2 separate regions of the Oryctolagus cuniculus genome follow, and region 1 is linked to region 2. Evidence: chromatin contacts called from public Micro-C data. All regions are on one chromosome and are shown on one strand. The core of a region is the stretch at or near the end of the contact, and the rest is flanking DNA. Distances in the headings are between cores, read along the strand shown.

Evidence for each region. Hi-C and Micro-C count contacts between places; a contact is called where the count stands out from the background.
Region 1: a Micro-C map of ear pinna shows a contact between it and region 2, with 5 times the contacts expected there. The contact joins the promoter of FAM241A here to the promoter of ALPK1 in region 2. A contact is called at or near these places in 2 of 6 Hi-C or Micro-C datasets (ear pinna and an unstated tissue).

Annotation. Positions count from the first base shown.
Region 1 is chr8:52,823,786-52,829,933 of mOryCun1.1, forward strand. FAM241A (family with sequence similarity 241 member A) reads right to left here and starts at 2,078. Exons shown (of 2, transcript XM_002717099.5): 1 at 1,741-2,078. The coding sequence starts at 1,905.
Region 2 is chr8:52,687,818-52,694,649 of mOryCun1.1, forward strand. ALPK1 (alpha kinase 1) reads right to left here and starts at 1,727. Exons shown (of 14, transcript XM_070047742.1): 1 at 1,452-1,727. The region is part of intron 1 of TIFA (TRAF interacting protein with forkhead associated domain); the gene reads left to right.

The DNA.
Region 1 (6,148 bases), core at 828-3,327, 140 kb after region 2:
ATTTCCACCATTGTCAATGGCAGTGCAAAAATTTTAAATTTCATTCACAGGACCACCAAAAAGCTAGAAAGCAGTACTTCATGATAATATTGCAAAGAAATGATATATCTAAAAAGCAATATTTTTGCTTGTTTTTGGCTTCTTGATAAGAAGTTCTTCTTTGGTGCTGATGCATTAAGCAATGCATATCTCAGGTGTGATTGTCAATGACTGTATGTAGGTTTACAGTACATAAATAAACCACAAGGTATAAACCAAAATTATAAAAATAACTCTTCTAATGGAGCCCAAGAAAAGGAATTTCCACGACATGCAATGACGGAAGCAGGTATGCAAAAGTTTAGTCCATTTTCTAGGAAACATGGTTCACTCTTTTGTTTCATCCTTTTTCTTGTGTACCGTGAGCAACTTTGGTAAGACCAGAACTACTGATGAAGTCCCCATCATCATAACGATGCTCCCTTACAACCATTTGAAAATTTACTGTGGCAACTTGGGCACAAATGCATCCCCTGCCCTCAAGGGAGTTCCCGTGGCAGTTTTCTTCTCTTTTCCAGTTGAGCAACTAAACTAAAGTAAGAGGAAACCGAGCCCTTTAGTTATTGAGTCACGGTACAGTTAGCGGGAAAACCACCAGGAAGGGAATCCGGAAGATCTCTGTTACCAATGATTTGCTTCAGTCACCATCTCTTATACTGTCACACATATATTTTCAAAAAACACACTCCACATGGCCATCACACCTAATGCTAAGGAAGCTCTACTTTGTGTACCCAACACAGCAATTTCTGCTTCCTAAGTAACACTGCGATAATAGAAGTTATGCTTTATCTATTAAGGCGTTTAGTGATGATACTGGAGTCTGTGAAACGTGACAAAAAGGACAGATGGAGAAGGACCAGAAGAGACGGGTATTATTGTCTTAACAATATAGGCTGTAGGAAAGGCCAACAACCATTTGAATTCCCGTCTCTTCGCGTGATCCTAAAGATGACTTATCTCGAGTATTTTTGGAGATCTAATTACAGTCTTTGCTGGTGAAAATCCATTCTCTGTGTAGCTCAGTTTTTAAAATAAGCTGCCCACTGTCACACTAGATTTCATGAGATCAAACTCGGAGAGTTAAAAAACAAAACAAAAACCAATTCCCTTTTCCCCTACTGGGGCTGGCCCCTTAAACTTCTTTCCCTTTGGTGCTAACAGAAAGCAATTTCTTGCTTTCTCACTGTGTAAATGAAGCTCAGGTGTCATCTGGGTTCCGGCGAAGCGCCTGCTCGGGGACAGCCCCCGTCGGGCCGTGTGCTGTTGGGCCAGCTGCAGCGCACGCGGCACAGCGCGGCCGCCCGCGGGAGAAACACCCGCACCTTAGGGCCCCGCGAGGCGTGCGTCCCCACCGCAAGATGGAGGGCGGGACCGGAGCAGAGGGCCCACTCGCAGCTCGGGGGAGCGGACACCAAGTCGAAAAAGAAGTGTTTGCGCGAGAGGCTTTGAAAGCAGCCGCCGTACGGAGGGCATTTCCGCAACCCGGCGCCAGCCCGGACCCCTCGGTCCGACGGCGGCGACCCCCGACCCCGCCCGGCCGCGCCGTCCAACCGCTCCTCCCGATGGCCGCCCGAATGCCGAGGCCACCAGCGCCCCACGCGGGGCAGAGTCGAGAGGCGGCCCGGCCACTTCCCTCCGTCGCCGGGTGGGGCTCCTGACCCGGCCCGGCAGCGCCGTCGCCGCCCCTCCCCGCCTCACCTGCTCGCTCTCCGCCTGCGGCCGCCGCCCGAGCCGCCGCGGGCTCGCCCCGGGCTCCCGCTGGGTCCCCGCTGCCGCCGCCGCCCGCTCCGCCAGGGCGTCCCCGTCCTCGTCACGCTCCCCGCCGCCGCCGCCGCCCCGCAGCAGCTCCCCGGCCGAGCACATCCCGCCGTCTACTCCTGCCGTCCCGGGGGCCACGCCGCGACGCCGCCCGCAGCGGCCGTCACCCCGGGATCCGCGGCGCAGGCGGCTGACAGGAGCCTCCGAAACGCGCCCGGCCGGCCTGCGCGTCTGAAGTACAGAACCAGCCCGGCCCCTCCTGTCACCGGCTCGCCCCGCCCGCGGCCGCCGGGGCGGAGCCTGCGGTGGGCGGGGCCAAGGTGGGGGCGGAGCCCACGGGGGCGTGTGGGGCGGAGGAGAGAGAAAGTCTGCAGCGTGCGTGCACAGAACAGATATCTGATGGAGATTGTGGACGGTGAGAGAGGCTGTGCGTGTGTGTGTGTGTGTGTGTGTGAGTGAGAGAGAGAGACTATACATAATACATGGGTAGTGTGTGTGAGCTCCTGTGTGCGTGAGACACCTAGAGACAAGTGTGAGAGCTAAAGCTACACTTGTGAGACTGTGTGTATGTGAGACTGCGTTTGTGAGTTAGGAAGAAGGGTGTGTGGGTGTGTGTGAAAGAAGCAGGAGAAACACGTGCACGAGCACACACACACGCACACACACTCCACTGCTCTCTCCGGCCACTGTCTCTGTGCTTGCCTGGCCTTGGAATGTGCCAGTTTGCTGCTGGCTGCCTGTCTGGAAGCGGCCCATCATTTGCCAGGAATACACAGTTCTTTTTTTTGGAACCTAGGAATCATGTGGTGGTGTATCTGCCTTTGTGTGTGTGTGTGTGTGTGTGTGTGTATTGTTTATTTGACAGGTAGTGTTATAGACAGTGAGACAGACAGAGAGAAAGGTCTTCCTTCCACTGGTTCACCCCCCAAATGGCCGCCATGGCCGGAGCTGCGCTGATCCCAAAGCCAGGAGCCAGGTGCTTCCTCCTGGTCTCCCATGCGGGTGCAGGGCCCAAGCACTTGGGCCATCCTCCACTGCCCTCCCAGGCCACAGCAGAGAGCTGGACTGGAAGAGGAGCAACCGGGACTAGAACTGGAGCCCATATGGGATGCTGGCGCCGCAGGCGGAGGATTAACCAAGTGAGCCATGGCGCCAGCCCTGTATATTTCTATAAATGAGCAAAAACGTGTCTCAGTAGGGGATAGGGGAGGAATATCCAGTTAATGACTTTTTCTTACTACTCTGTCCATTTTGTTAAAGGGAAATTGAGGGATGCTTAAATAAAAGGCCAGATTTTTCTGTCTCTCCTACCTGCATATAGAAAAAATGATGATTTATTCTACAGATAAAATATTGGGGTGTCAATGGTATGAAAAAGAATGAGTTATTTGAGGTTTCCATTAAAGTGTGTTCAGGCCCAGAGGAGGAATTAAAATATGCTGGAATTCCTAGGCTTAATGTAAAGAACTGTTTCCTGGGTTTGATCAGGAGCAGCTCAGTGTCCTGTACGCACACAAGCTCTCGTGTGCACATGATTTGTGTGGTACGCATGCAAGCTCTCATATGCAAACTCTCAAGTCTGTTAAGTACATGTCTTGCTCTCACACACACTCTCTCTAGGGACTAGAAAATATGCTTTTTGTTCTCAAGTTAGACAGGCAATTAGTTGGATTTAATTCCTTTCTTAAAAATGTTTCAAATGTCAGAGGAGAGTATTTAAGATTATGTGTGTATAATCAGAAGCCAGTGTCATGTAGGAACTCAGAAACGTTCCTGAGGGAACTCCTTCCTTTTCTCTGATGACAAAATTTTGATTTGACTATATTAGTAGTGTTGTTGCTTATCACATAAACTTTAGGGGTACATACAGTAGACAAGAGAATGCTGGTCCTTCATTGCCAATCCTGTGCATGTAAGGCAGCCTTCAAAGTTCTCCCCCTTTTTGGTTTGTGTCTGTTAATAAGTCAAACAGTTATTCACTCTTCAATCAGGCTAAAGAGTGAAGAGAAACTCCTGTGTATGTGGGAGTGCAGAAAGCACAGAATACAGAGAGAGGCGCAAGCTAAAAAGAGTAATGCAGAGCTTAGCCTGGCTCCTCTCAGGTGACGAGTCCTACAGAAGTCCTTTGTTCCAGAATACAGTACCCGCTCTTCTGTAGATTCAGGCTGCTTCTCGATTCTTCGAGAATGTATTTGCTCAGGTGTCAACAGGTATTTACTGCACACCACTAGACAGTAGGCCCAAGTCGAGATCCTCACTCTCAAACAGCTTTCATTTCAATATCTTTTGGATGTGATGTTGCCTCTCCTGACAAATGCCAAGATCTTGCACCAAGGAGTGGCCAGAGTCCTCTGAGCCCCACCGAGGACTCCAGTCAGAACCCTTTCTTAGTGTTGTTTATCTTTCAATTGAGGAATGAAGTTCTCTTAGAACATTTGTTTCTTTGTTCAGAGTTGTTTTTTTTTTTTTCCTGCAGAGCTACAGAACCAACCTTTAAACAAATCTAATGGCGTTTTACACACGGGACATTATTGTGATTACATCCCAGATAACTCAGGCACATCTTAGGGGAGTGGTGGGCTGTTGTTTTTACTCTGCTGCACAGTACGAATAACACACACATAAAGCTGTCACTGCCAGTCTCCCATAGGAAATATAAGGTTGTTATTACCTGGGCAACCATAACACATAGGTCTCAAATTGTGTATAGTTTAGTTGTGGTTTTATTAGGGTATTTACCTTGTGTTTTCCCAGGAATTAATAAGTCGCAAGAAATACATGCATACTGAAGGAATGGCCCGTGTGGTACAAATGTGCTTTGTATAGTTGCTGTTGTGGAAAGGACTTTTAATTCTTAACATTCACACCTTTCATATCTTATTTTTTATTATTTTTGAGAGACTGACAGACAGAGCTCCCTTCTGCTCATTCATTCCTCAAATGATCAGGAGCTTGGTGCTCAATCTGTTTCTCCCATGTAGGTGGCAGGCACCCAACTACTTGAGTATCACTTGCTGCCTTCCAGAGTCTCCACTGGGAAAAAGTTGGAATTGTGAGTCAGACTTGGGAATTGGACTCAAACCTTCTGAAATGGGACGTGGACATTTCAACCAACGTCTCAATCACTAGGCCAATGCCCACCCCCGATATCTTATTTTTAGTATACCTCCACACTTATTTCAATTATACATCTTGCCGGAGAGACAAAAGAACAAATCAGAGTGATCTGTATTTACTTGGTAATATGTTGTTAGAAAAAAATAGTTGTCATTTTTCAGTTTGATTTTTGACATGCTATGATATTTTATTATGAGCATCCTGTTTCAATTTTTGCCTCTCATAAAATTTTCATCAGCTTTCTTCCTATTCAGAGAGATTTCGGAACGGGGAGCTATTTTTGAGAAGTTAGAAATCTTAACCAAATTCCAGGAAATTGTGGTTTCTGGACATTTCATGTGAATGTAAAGGAAGAGGAATTTATTGGTGAACCTGCATTTCCTTTAGTGTTCCTTTGCTGTAAGGAAGCTGCACCAGGGAGATGCTGAACCAGTGCTCCCTCAGTGTTCTCTAGCTTTCTTCATTATGATTGGGAGAAGGAGAGATTTGCCTTTTCTTGTGGAATTAGCTTCTAGTTTCTCTGCTTTGTTCCCTTTGTCTGTTGTGGCTTCTTTGCTTCCAGTTGTATGCTCAGTTCTCTCTCAACAGTAAGGATATAGATTAAGAGTTGTATTTATTAAGAAAAAAAAGCTATAAGAAGGTTATTAAAACTCACTAGGAGAGGGAAAAATGGAATAGCAAACAATTGTGAGGTATTATAAATAGCTGTTGGCAATTCTAAAATGTTGACTAAACCTTAGCTTGGGCAATACTACAGGAAAATAGTTAAACTCAGTCATTGCAATTTGCTAGCATTCTTTTGGGCGTACATATTCTGAAGCATAAAGATATCTATGGCTTGGATCCCACCAAACTCAGACCTGGGAAATTCAAGATCATTCAAAGAAGGGCATGTCAAGAAACAGGGAGACGTGGGTCCAAGGAGGGCAATCGGTGTTCAACCTGTTACTCAATCATTATGTACTATTTATTTCAAAATTGCTAGGAGTAGATTTTAAAGGTTGTCACTACAAAAACAGATTGACATACAAGGTGATGAGTATATTCATTAGCTTGATGATCATTCCACAATATAAACATTTATCAAAACATCACCTTGTGTCTCATAAATATATATGTATATATATATATTTTGCCAATTAAAGTAGAAATTGAAAAAAGAGAGAAAGCTTGTTTGATTAAGGCAGAACTATAGTGAAAATCTGAAAGTAGCCCAGTGTTTTCCAGTAGG
Region 2 (6,832 bases), core at 477-2,976:
CTCTCTCTCTCTCTTTCTAATAAATAAATCTTTTTTTTTTTAAAAGAATTCTAGTTTTCCAAGAATGATATTCATGGTTCTCTCTAAAAGCTCTCCCTACTCTATTTGTTTAAACTTTGACATGGAATAAAATTTAAACAAGTCAAGTCTGTAGTAAACCCATGAAAGAATCTCTTCACTTAAAAGTAACAGAACCAAAAACAGCAATAAAGCACAGATTACAAATTGCTTTGCCTAATTTAGGGATGAGTGACTTAACATTGCTTCTTTTGTACGCGTTCCATTGGAGATATTCAGAAAAAGCGGAAGTTGAAATTACAGAAGGAAGCAGGCATAGTTATTTTTGGTTCTGGCCCTATTCAAGCTTTTAAATGTTCAGGGCCTTCTGACAGTTGTCACAAAGGCTGGAAAGTCAAGAATGCTGTGGGTGTCCCTGCCGCAGCTACCAGAAAGTGAGCTCAAGCTACAGCCACGGGTGTCCTCCTTTCCATTTTAAGATGCAGGTTTTTTTTTTTTTTTAAACTTTTTAAAAATTATTATTTAAAAACACAAACACAGACTTTTCACTTCAGTATGTGGTATGTTGCATTTTCCAGTTTGTTCAATGCTTTAAAGCTAAAGGGTGCCTCTGCTTTCAGTTGTACATGGGCCTGAAGCATGCTAGCTTTTGGCAAGCAGGCAGGAGACTCAACAAAAATCAAAAGAACAAGGCAGACTAAATGCAGGGCACAAGAATGTCAGAAGGAGACAATTGTTACTGAGATTAGATTTTAATATAGAACTACAAGCTTTCAGTCCCCTAGGGTCATTTAGGAAATCAAGTAAGCCAGCACTTTTAAGGGAAACAGAGAAAGAGCAATCTCCAGCTTGGTCGTGACTTTTTAGCAATTTTTTACTACGCTTATTAACAACATCTATGTATATGGTCCTTTGCAATTTGTAAAGCATTTTTCCATCTGATTTGCCTTAATTTTGATGATTGTGGGGCGCTGGTTCTAGTCCCAGCTGCTCCTCTTCCAATCCAGCTCTCTCCTATGGCCTGGAAAGGCAGTGGAAAGTGCTTGGGCCCCTGCACCCGCGTAGGAAACCGGGAGGAGGCTCCTGGCTCCTTGCTTCAGATCGGTGCAGCTCCCTGCCACCTGGGGAATGAACCAACGGAAGGAAGACCTTTTTCTCTTTCTCTTCCTCTCACTGTAACGCTCTCTCTGAAATAAATAAATAAAATCTTTAAAAAAATATTTTTGATGATTGAAGATCAGATAGTCCAGTTCTGCTAATATTATTTAATGTGAGAGTTTACTGGCATAACCAAAAATTGCAGGTCTTATCTTCCACGTCCTTTGCCGTTGGTCACTTGGAAGAAGGCCCCCTGGCTGTCCCTACTGCTGAGAAGAAATAATAAACGTTGATGATTAACGATAAAACTGTAGCCTGTGCAAGAATCTGCCTACCTTGTGCTTCCTCATGCTTTTTGCTTTGATATGTTCAGAGCATACAGAACTGGCACAGAAACGTCTGTATCAGCATGGAAACCTGCAAGTTAGTAAAAATGTTCGCCGGGGCAATATTTAGTTCCCGGGAAAGTTGAAGTGTTTCCGGTCCCTTCTCGCCAAACATCCAGCTCGCAAGTCACAGGCCCTCCAGAGGCCACTTTTGGGGGAGGTGCGGCCCGGGTCGGCGACCTGCGCAACAAACCCGGCCAACAGAAGTCAGAAAGGCAGAAGCCCGGGACTGGGCTTCCGGCGGGAAAGGGCGTCGGCGGCTGGCAGGCCGCGCGGCCGGGGGCGGGCCCTCGGGGGCGGGCGGAGCCTGCGAGCCTCGCGCCTCAGCCGTGGCCCGCGCAGACGCTCCCGGGCCGGAGGCGGCGCTCGGAGCGGAGACAGCGCGCGCGAGCTGGACGGCTGCCCGCGGTTGCCTACGCCCCCAACCGCATTGTCTGCCCCGCACTGCTCCGCGTCTCCCACCTGTGGTTGGTACCGGAGCAGCCTCCGGGCCCGCGAGCGCTTCCGCCGAGTCGAGTGCGGACGCGGCGCTGCGGACGGTGCATCTCCACTAGCCTCGTGCAGAGCCTGGAAAGCGAATCTGCTCCGGGAAGGTCGCTGACTTGGAGCCCCAAGGTACCTGCCGGGTGACGGTCTGGGGCTGAGGCAGGGGGCTGTCGTGTGTTCCTCTCCCGAAGACGGCAGCGTCCGATAGTGAGGAAAGGCTGGAGAAAGTCGTTAGCGGTAGCGTGATCCCAGCTCTAGGAAACAGGTGACTGTTGGTGGAGGAGGGGGCCGCAGAGAAATACTGGAGACGGTGGCTGGGGTGGCGGGGCCGGTGTCTCCCTTGTACTTTCCTGTTGTGGACCAAGGTTCTCCTAACCTGGGAACTACAGAAAGGATGCGGCGCGGGGAGCGGCGTGCGCGCCAGAAGTTCCTCCGCGGAGGACTGGTCCCGGCCTTGCCTGCCCGCTTCCGTCCGTCTCTGTAGGAAAATACAGTAATCCATTGTTTCTGGGGACTTCCCCCGCCTTTCAAAGTTGCGAAGAGAAACTTCCCAGGTTTTCTGGAAACCAGCATCCACCCCGCTCCAACCCCGCGGAGAAGCGGGGCGAGGCACCCCGCTGGGCTCCCCTCCCGCGGCGTTGCGCCTTCATCACTCTTTTTCGCCAGGTCTGTGCTCGGTGGGCGGCGCCCCTGCCCCGCAGCGCTGCCCCGCTAGCCGGGGAGTCCTCAGAGTCTGCGGAGCCGCAGGGCGCCGTGAGCACGGCCCGGGGACGGCACTGTCTCTCGCTGCGCGCCGCGTTTCTCTTCCCCTCCGACTGGCTCCGGCGTTTGTCCGGGGAGAAAAGCCTTTCCTATCTGCGGTCACCCCCGACAGCAGGGGGACCTCGGGGAGGGGCGGGCCGGAGGTAAAATTGCAGCTTTAGAGGAGTAACATACCCTACTAACGCGTTGGCCAGAGCCGACGCCGAGGTTACAGGCGCCTTTGGGAAATCTAGTAGTCGTAAACTGTCACGTTCCTTTTAAGAGACTCTGGCTCTTAAAGCGTGAGAAGCGTGGTTGGCGTGCCTGATTGCCCAGGGACCCCAAACTTTCTAGTAACGTGCTCGCACACCTGGCTGCTGTCAGCAAAACTCTCCCTACACGGCTTTCTGTTCACGACATTTGAAGACCAAACACCGTCTGCAAGCCGGGGTGTCTCTGCCCTGGCTTTGCAGGGTGGTGGGAGGGTGGCCGGCCTCCTGGGGTAAGGGGCTCTGGAGCCGGGGGCAGGGGTTGGAGGTGGAGGCGGGGTTTTTGCACCTGACACCTCTCCACCTAGCGGCTCTTCTTTCCTGCCTGCCTTCCCTCCGGATCTTACCCTTCCCTTTCCAGCTTGGAGATTCCCGGGGGAGTGCCTGCGGTGTTCCTGCCAACCAGCAGGAAGCCTTAACTCTCTTCTGACACCCAAACGCTGTGTCTATGTTTTCTTTTTCACACGTTCAGTGATAAGGTTCCTTATAGTAGAGCTTGGCTTGGTATCTGTAGTGCCTTTAATTGGCAGACATCATGAGTGTTTTACAACTGTTTGATGTCAGCTATCAGAATTCACCGCTTTAATGATGCCTGGTGGATTTTCAGCTCCATTTCGATCCATAAAAGTCAGAGGGCTTGCGGTTTTTGTAGAGGACAGATTTGCTCAGTGTTGCAGTGGGTACTTAGTGCAGGTGGTGTGGTTCAAGTCATCCTCCTGCCTGCTCCTGGCCCCAGGTTCCCTCCCCGGAGGTGACCGCTGTTACCCCGCTCCCAGCATTGCACTTCTGTTTCTTTGATCACTTAGGACTGGCATTTCAAAAAGCTGTTTTGAGAACTTTAACACCAATGATTTATCTTAAATCCACGAACTTATTATTTTACTTGTTCATTGGTTTCTGGCTTTTCTGTTGATGACTATGAAATGCAAGGGACTCAGGTCATTCAGTAGAGAGACGTTTTGGCTCAGGGGGTTAACAGATTGGCTACATTAGAGTGTGGTGACAAATGACCTCAAAAATAGCAATGACTGGCGGGGAAAAAATGTTGATTTCCTTGCTTGTATTGTGTGTCTTCTGTCTACCTGTGGCCCTTCCCTCTGGGACCGAGGCTGCACTATCTGGGGAACTGCTGATGTGGCAAGGATAAGAGGGAAGTGGCTACTTGGAAGAGAGAACTGTAGAGTGACTACTTAAAGCAGCGGCTTGGAGCTTCCACTCAGTCCTGTGTCTGTCCGTGTCACCATTCGTGTTGACATAGTTTTCAGTGGAGTGGACTGACAATGGAAAGCCGCATAACTGGTAAGGATAGGTTGGTTGAGTGATATGGTCTATCTCAGTGTCTGCCGCAAGGGGTCACTGTTGTGAACCTTGAGGTTCATCCAGCCCTGAAAGTTGGCTCACGCCAAGATGCTTAGACCCAGACTTATAACCCAGAAGGCCAGTTTTTCCTGTTATGGTGGATAATATATCTTCCCTGGTGCTAGTCATAAGAGCCCTATGTTGCATACTTTTCTTGGTGGTGGATTTGCTCAAGAGACTGGATTATAAGCTAATGGGTTATGTATAGCATATTAAAACAAAATTTAGGTGTTACCAAAAAAGGCTACTTTACATCTGGAATGTCATGGCTTTAAAATGTTTACTTACTCATAGTCAGTGATTTGAAATCAGAGCAACAGTGCAACAGAGAAGAGTGATCTTCCATTTGCTGATTCACTCCCAAGTACCCACAACAGCCAGGGCTGGGTGAGGCTGAAGCCAGGACACTGACATTATATCCAGGTCTGCCATGTGGGTGGCAGGGGCTAGAAGTGATTGAGCCATACTGTGGCTTCTAACCTGGTTATCCTTTTGGAACTATTGTCCAAAATCCAGGAATGAACTAGAATGATAGAAACATATCCAAGACAAAGTATACACTTTTATTATTTTGATTTGTTTCATTGCAAGTGTAATACCTGTTTATTATGGGAAATTTTAAAAATAAACAGGGAAACATACAGAGGAAAGTAGAAATTACCCAAGCATCACATCCTAACAGCAGGGTCTTTTCTTGTCACCTCCTAATTGCATCATCTCATGACTTACTCTTTTATGCTGTCTACCTCTTGAACAATGAGCTTTTATCATAATTAAAGTGTCTTCAAATGACAGTGTAGGATGGATTAGCCAGTAATACCATGGCGTGTTAATTCTTGCTGATGCTGGTTTCATAGTAATTTTTACCACCCTTGGCTCAAGCCTCTGAGTGTTCTCATCTTTTCTACTTATAATTGGACATCTGTTGCCTGGATGGAGATATTTTATGAATGTAACATTAAAATTGAAGATGTAGTTCCAAATCAGCTAAAAGGAAATCTTGCTTAGCTCTTGTTTGTTGAATAGTTGAATAGATCAAGAGTTTTATTGTTAACAAAATAGAAGAAAACGTTGTATCTTAAAAATAAATAGCGCAAAGGCTGGCACTGTGGCACAGTGGGTTAATCTTCCACCTGCAGCGCTGGCATCCCATATGGGCACTGCTTCTAGTTCTGGCTTCTCTTCTTCTGATCCAGCTCTCTGCTGTGGCCTGGGAAAGCAGTGGAAGATGGATAGATTGCTTGGGCCCCTGCACCAGCATGGGAGAGCCCGGAGGAGACTCCTGGCTCCTGGTTCAGATCGGCCCAACTCTGACGGTTGCAGCCGTTTGGGGAGTGAACCAGAGGATGGAAGACCTTTCTCTTTGTCTCTCCCTCTCACTGTCTGTAACTCTACTTGTCAATGAAATCTTTTATTTTTTAAAAAAGTAAATAGCACAGAAAGGGAAGGAAAAAATTCTGTTTTTCAATCTGCATAATTTTGACACCAACTTTTAATATAGATGGCCAACAAAAAATCATAAAACTACATATCAACTTCACATAAGGCTATTGTTCCAAAAACCCCAAATCATCATAAATGGACAGAAGTTATGTAAGAACTGCAGGGAGTAGAGATGAGTTTATCACCACACGAAAGGATGCTGTGAATCTGGTAGGGAATGAGGCGTACTTCAATGTATAGACATGGAGAAAAATCGCCTATAGGTGTTATTAATGGAAGAACGCGAAGTCCACAACTCAGTACCAGTATAGCATGTTTCTATTTGTGTAAGAAAAGGTTACTGTCTGTGGAGATTCCTCTGTGTGTGTGTTTGTGTGTGTGTCCGTGTGTACACATAGTTATACTACTATAAGGGTAAAAGCAACTTTTACAGTGGTTGATGATAAGAGAGGAAGACAAAGGGTAAGGTGGTGGAATCTTTTTTTTAAATTCTTTTTGTGTTTGAACTTTTAAATCAGGAGCCTGTAATTCTTTTTATAAAAATCTGTTTTCAAATGGCAGTTCCATGTCAAAACACTTCACAGAAATCATAGTGACTAATTTTCCTCTTCTGTTAAGCCACTTGAAATACTTGGCTAATTGTGGAAGATAAATGTGAAGTGTGGGTGGGGGTGGGGGACTCTGAAGCCTTTGGGCCCTGGAGAGATATGGCAAACGGCAGTGGTGCTATTTATAGTTAATGTCAGTTTGACCCTCCGGTCGTTAGGAACTATTGACAAAAATAAGTAATTCCCGTAATGGTGAAGATGATGGTATTTAGAATTACTTCGTGGAGAGTTATTTATTTATTTTCATGTATGTCATGTCTAAATTTTAAAATTACAGAATAAAACAACCATTTAAAGCATTTGCCATTTTTCATGGTTTGCCTACTAGAAAACCAAGTGATAAAAGAAAGGATAACTGTTGCAGATATTTGTTTATAACTGTTAAATTTCTTTAACCATATTAAGTTCATAATACATTTAATTA